Regions from separate parts of the Mus musculus genome. Here region 1 is linked to region 2. The links are chromatin contacts, called in public HiChIP or PLAC-seq maps. All regions are on one chromosome and are shown on one strand. Each heading gives the region's core, a stretch centred on a gene start, on an enhancer-like site or on the middle of the called end of the contact. The rest is flanking DNA. Distances are from core to core; before and after follow the strand shown.

The links. HiChIP or PLAC-seq counts read pairs in DNA pulled down with a chosen protein or histone mark.
Region 1: a contact with region 2 is called in an H3K4me3 HiChIP or PLAC-seq map of bone marrow-derived macrophages, with 3 times the contacts expected there. The contact joins two enhancer-like sites. A contact is called at or near these places in 3 of 15 datasets of contacts at CTCF or cohesin (CD8 T cells, large pre-B cells and pro-B cells), 58 of 484 Hi-C or Micro-C datasets (the AML12 cell line, B cells, the Ba/F3 cell line and 40 more), 8 of 115 datasets of contacts at active chromatin or transcription factors (CD8 T cells, the HPC-7 cell line, acute myeloid leukemia and 4 more) and 1 of 9 other capture datasets (embryonic tail).

What each region holds. Positions count from the first base shown.
Region 1 is chr3:9,851,928-9,854,966 of GRCm38.p6, forward strand. No RefSeq gene overlaps it. Among named protein-coding and RNA genes, the nearest start is that of Pag1, 20 kb to the left of the region's middle. Within about 2 kb of position 1,259, at least 76 of the 459 cell types and tissues checked have an H3K27ac peak or open chromatin away from gene starts, as enhancers often do. A contact at or near this core is called in acute myeloid leukemia, bone marrow-derived macrophages, granulocyte-monocyte progenitors and 2 more, where this site is marked.
Region 2 is chr3:9,724,036-9,727,004 of GRCm38.p6, forward strand. The region is part of intron 3 of Pag1 (phosphoprotein associated with glycosphingolipid microdomains 1); the gene reads right to left. Among named protein-coding and RNA genes, the nearest start is that of Gm33169, 62 kb to the left of the region's middle. Within about 2 kb of position 1,381, at least 48 of the 459 cell types and tissues checked have an H3K27ac peak or open chromatin away from gene starts, as enhancers often do. A contact at or near this core is called in acute myeloid leukemia, bone marrow-derived macrophages, granulocyte-monocyte progenitors and 2 more, where this site is marked.

The sequences.
Region 1 (3,039 bases), core at 9-2,508, 130 kb after region 2:
TCTGTAACTCCTCCCACGGGTATTTTGTTCCCCCTTCTAAGAAGGACCAAAGTATCCACATTTTGGTCTTCCTTCTTGTGCTGAGGGTGGTCTGTGAATTGTATCTTGGGTATTCCTAGCTTCCGGGCTAATATCCACTCATCAGTGAGTGCATACCATGTGTGTTCTTTTGTGATTGGGTTACCTCACTCAGGATGGTATTTTCTAGTTTCATCCATTTGCCTAAGTACTTCGTAAATTCATTGTTTTTAATAGCTGAGTAGTACTCCATTGTGTAAATGTACCACATTTTCTGTATCAATTCCTCTGTTGAGGGGCATCTGGGTTCTTTCCAGCTTCTGGTTATTATAAATAATACTGCTTTGAATATAGTGGAGCATGTGTCCTTCTTACATGTTGGGGCATCTCCTGGGTATATGCCCAGGAATGGTATTGCTGGGTCCTCAGGTAGTACTCTGTCCAATTTTCTGAGGAGCTGCCAAACTGATTTCCAGAGTGGTTGTACCATCTTGCAATCCCACCAGCAATGGAGGAGTGTTCCTCTTTCTCCACTTCCTCCCCGTTATCTGCTGTCACTTGAGTTTTTTATCTTAGCCATTCTGACTGGTGTGAGGTGGAATCTCAGGGTTGTTTTGATTTGCATTTCCCTCTTGACTAAGGACGTTGAATATTTCTTTAGATGCTTCTCCAGAGATTTTCTTCAAAGATCTGGCCAGCAGGAACTGTATCACCAAGACCACACCTGTACTGGTGATCATTTGATGTGTGTTTACTGAAAAGCAAATAGACTAAAGATATTTGTTTGTGAGGATAAGGTGGGAGATAAAAGATATAACTGTCATCTCCTGGTTCCCTAAGACATTTCTACTTAGGGAGTCAAATGATTTTGTTGCTTTTCAAGGAAACACTTCAGATTCCTTACCTAGAACTTAAAGCCTGCTGGCCACAGGACTCAGAGGGAAAGGGCCAGGAACGCAGGTAGATCTCCCCATCCCAGCCCCATTCAGCCTTTAGAGAGCTCAGCTGTAAAGGGGAGAAACCTGGCTGTGTGGGTTTGGGTGTGTGGATCTCCTGATGGTGCAAGATTCTCCCACGTAGTTAGTTCTCAGTCCCACACTGAACTGTGAGGTTTCTCATGCCTGCCTGTGTTGTGTTACCTTTGGCTCTCCATCCACCAGAAGAGGGTTGGTCAGGGAGTGTGTACAGAGCAGGGATCACAGGTGCTATTCTATGCAGAGAGGGAGGAAGTGGGTGTTCTTACCACAGCAGGCACATGACTTCCAGAGAGGGATTGCAGAATAAGTCACAGGAAGATTAGGCCTTGAGAAACCCAGTAGGTGGTAAAGGGCAGATGTCAGCATGAAGGAACAGAGCAGGGGAGGCGCCCCGCACTGCAGTGGCCAGTTCGATTAGATTGGATGATTTTCAGCCTCACAAAAGGAGAAATGGTGACTGGTAAGTCCCACTGTGTGCTCATTTTCACACACACCACACTCCTGAGCAATTCTAGTGCAGCTGAAAGGGCCCGGAAACCCAACCTATGTGCTATGGCTTTGTCATGACATGAGAGATAATGAAGTTGCGCTTCTTTCTGTTTCTCTTTAATTTACCCAGAGTCATAGTGGGTAAACCTGTCTCGCCCTCTGCCTAACCACACAAGCTTAGTGAAGGCCATGCTTGATCCTTTGGAGATGACTCTGTTTTCTCTCTTCCAGCTTTGGGTCACCATAGTCCACTCTCCAGGCTGTAGCTAAGCCAAGCAAGTTTTCAAAAACTATTAATCACATTCATTGCTGGATTTGGATTTGGGTATTAAAAAAAAAAACAAAAACAAAAAACAAAACCAAAAAACTTTTCAACTCACTCCTGATGCTGGCTTGGCCCGCAGGCCTTAACACAGTATAGCCCCTCTTCACCCAGGGTTGCAGAGCACACACAGAAAAAACAAAGATCCGGGCCATCTGAACCTCCCTGCCTCCCAGTGCCACCCGTGCCTTGCAGCCTCTTGCTCACAGTGCCCTAGCACACACACTTGCTTCTTCTTGCTCCTGAAGTCCGCTGTGCTCTGCCTCCCTTAGAGCCCGGAGCAGCTGGGCTCCTTCTGCCTCAGGCACTTAATTCCCGTCTTTGCAGGACTGCCATTTTCATTTTTGATGAATATGCTAATTGTACATACTAGTGGGTTCCGTGTCATATTTCTGTATGTGCACAGTGTTCATGAGTCAAACCCACTCAGCTGTCCCTTCCTCCAGCCCCCGCCCCTTCCAGCTCTAGTAAATCACTATTCTGCATTTAGGCTGGTTTGTTTTTAACTTTCACATATGAGAGACAGAACACATGGTGCCTAAGCCTTCTGTGTCTGTCCCTTTCCACTTAACATACAGTCCACAGTTCTCTTTCACTCCACTGCAAATGGTGTTTTCGTTTTTCTTTCTTGTTATTGGGTGAATATCATTGAATTCCATTGGGCACCTGTACTATGTTTTGTTTGCTAATAGGCACTTAGATGGGCTTCTTATCTTAGCTGTGGAGAAAGGAGTTGCAATGAAAATAGGCATGAAGAGACACCTTCCACACGTGATTTTGTTTCCCTTGCATCTAGGGCAAGTGGGATGGCTGGAGCACTCACAGCCCTTCTCTTTGCTCTCCGAGGAAGCATCACATTGTTCTTCATAAGGAGAATGGGAATGTATGGGACTTGCCCTTTCTCTACATTCTCTCACCTGCTTTTAGTTCAGACCACCTCAGGGAAGTTCTCCTTATATGCCCAGCTATTAATACTCAGGGCAAACATGTCGCCCTCTCACCCTGTTACAAACCTCATGCTGCTCAGAACATCTATACACGACCCCCCACTCACACCCCTTCTTCCCATCCAGAGCACAAGTCTGGAGACCTCAAGACTTCTTCAAGGCCTCTTCACACTGCCCAAGAAGGATGGCTTGTACGTTGTTGATTCTCATTCAGGAAGTATTAAACAATTAGAAACAAGGAGAGAGCATTGAAATTCAGAGTATTTGTGGAAAGTTCTTGAAGGGA
Region 2 (2,969 bases), core at 131-2,630:
ATTTAACAGTATTATCAAAATCAGCCACGGTTGTACCTTATAAGTTTGCATAATTCAGTGCCTTTGCCCAGAATGGATCCCCAGTAAGTACACTACTTCCTGCAACTTCCCGTGCTGATTTAATACAGCCTTCTATTCTGATAACAATTTACAATTTATCATTTGAAATGAACAGAGAATATGAGAAATCATCAGATTCCTGCACATGTAGATTCTTTAATGTAATTTTAAAAAATAATACTTATTTTGTGACCTCGCATGTATGTGGAAGTAAACTTGTAGGAATTGGTTCCCTATTTCCACCCGTGGGTTCCAGGGGTCAGGTACAGCATTGGTCTTAACCACTGAGCAACCTTGCTAGCCCTCTCCACACCGAGCTTTTGAGGGCAGGGGCTCACTCTGAAGCCAGTGAGTAGTCTGTCGTGGTGAAGAGGCACAGGCAGGCGCTGCATTGTGAAGGCACGGGGTTAGGTGTGCGAGTGTACTGGGATCTGACCTGACCTAAGCTCAGCTCTAACCCAGCCCTGTTGCTACTGCTTCAGTATTTCTCAGACGAGCAAATGATATTCCTCAGTCAAGCCACTGGACAGGACAGAATGTTATCTTCTCAAACTGTGTCCTTCAAGTTTCTTTTCGTGGGACACTTTGTAGCAGCAACAAGAAAAGTAGCCAATACTCTCATAGCAACCACATAATGAATGGATCCCTTTGCAGTTTGAGTCCTCCCCCAGTGAGGGAGCACGGAAGCTCTTCAGAGCCAACCCTGGCTCTTTCCCTTACTTTGCTCTCTCCTCCTCTCTACTACCTTCTTCTCTGTGAGTTTACAAGCATGGCTTAATTCCCATCATTTTGCCTTGGTGCTGAGTATAGACACCTACTTGTGGGGCTCTGTATCCAGTTTGCACCTGAGCCGCTCTTCCTGGTGTCTTCCAGGCTGAGACCTCCACCAGCCTTCAGCTAGTTATACTAGATTGAATCCGAGGTTAGCCTAGCTCTGCCTCTCTCGGCTTACTCTCCTATCTACTCCATCTTCGAGCTCCTCAATGTCGCTATTTTGTACACTACTTTAAAGTCATTCTCTTCAGCTTACCCTGGTCTCTTCATTTCCAGGGCTGTATTCCCTTGTTCTCCCAACCATCATCTTAGCATGAAAGGAACCTATTTATTGGTCCCTGCCTTCATACTGCTGACCTCAACCTCAGTCAGACAGCTATCTTTAAATGGGAAGTTTGATCACACCACAGCTTAGGGCCTTTAACGTTTTCCCACTGTTCAAGAGATAAAGCAAAGGAAATCGTAAGCAGCCTGCTACTTCCCGAAAGCTTCTCCTTTCCGCACACCGCCCTTACATCATCCTGCTCACTCATTGCCAGCCACTCCCGACACTGCCTGCATCTCTGGGACTTCAGCAGCCCACACTGGCTTTCCCCAGTTCAGGTCCACATTGCATCAGAACAGAAGGAATCTACATTTAAGGTCACTGCCAATAGCTTCTATGTTTCCCTCTTTCACAACACCATGCTTTTCTATGCCCACATATGTGTGGGACACAGACAGACTGTGTGGCACCCCTACCAGGAGATCAAACCCAAGTCAGGAGTCAGGAGACCCTGCAGCCTCATCAATGGTCAGCAGCGGTTTCACCTTCTGTCATATGTGGTCCATCTTGTTGACTCTGGAGCCTATGTCTGGGTTTAGTTTTAGTTTCTGCTTGCATAATTGCTTGGAAAGTAGGGAGTTAGGATAGGGTCCATTTCCTCAAAAGATTATTGTGCAAGAGACACTTAATCATTCTCTGAACCTGAATGTACAAATGTCACAGAACAGTTCAGTTAATCCTACATTCCACTCATCTGCGTGTGCAGTGTATGCAAGTGTGTGCCTATGTGAAGCCCAGAGGTTCTGCCCCACTGCTCTCTGCTTTACTCCCTTAAGGCAGAGTCTGCCTTTGAACCTAGAGCAAGGCTGGAGGCCAGCAAAACTCAGCAATCCCCTGCCTCTTCTCTTTGTAGTGCTGGGCTTACAGGTATCTATGCCCATGCATGGCTTTTTCATGTGGGTGCTGGGATCTGAACTCAGGTTTTCATGTTCGTACAGCAAGTGCTGTACCCACCGAGTTGTCTTTCTGCCTCACTTCCTTCATTTTATAGCAGATTGTAAGGAGACAGTGACAGTCACCACATCACTCACAGAACAGTGTGTGACAGGGCTCAAGGGGGCTACAGGTGGATGTGAGAACTGGATGCAAGCCAAGCGTCCTGAGCCACTCACACCCGCAGATACTCTTCATGCATGCACTTACACCCTCTCACTCATGTACTCACTCATGCACTAATGCATTCACTAGCTCACTCACTCACACACTCATTCACACACACTCAGACTCACTCACACATACTCACACAGTTCTTCACATACCCACACACTTACATATACACTCACACTTCTTCACACACTCACACACTCAGTTATGCACTCACATACTTAGTCACATACTCACTCAGTCACGCACTTACACACTCGCTCACTAAAGAGCCAACTTTGCATCCCTCATCCATCAAGTCATGTAGTGAGATGACCTTAGTTTTGCAGACTGTCAGCATTATTAAACATTTTCATAAACTTTCCTTTCTTAGTAATTCAAAATTTGAAAACTTAGTTAATTTTTGTCTTAAAACTATCTTGGGTGTTTTATAAAATGGATCAATATGACAGAGAGATGAAGTGGCAGAGAATTCTACCGAGGTGAAGGGCTATCTCTCTGCTCGTGACAATCTCTGAAGTCTATACTTCCTCCTCCTTTTGTGTTTAGATTAGAAAACATGTGTGTCTACGAAGTGAAGCCCTTATTAATGAGACAGGGCTCACAGATTGAACAACATAAACTCCAGTGCCCAGCAGGCAATAGCAACAATGATGCAGTCAGTGAATAGTTAGCCATGATTCTCACTTTTGTTTAAAGACAAAAC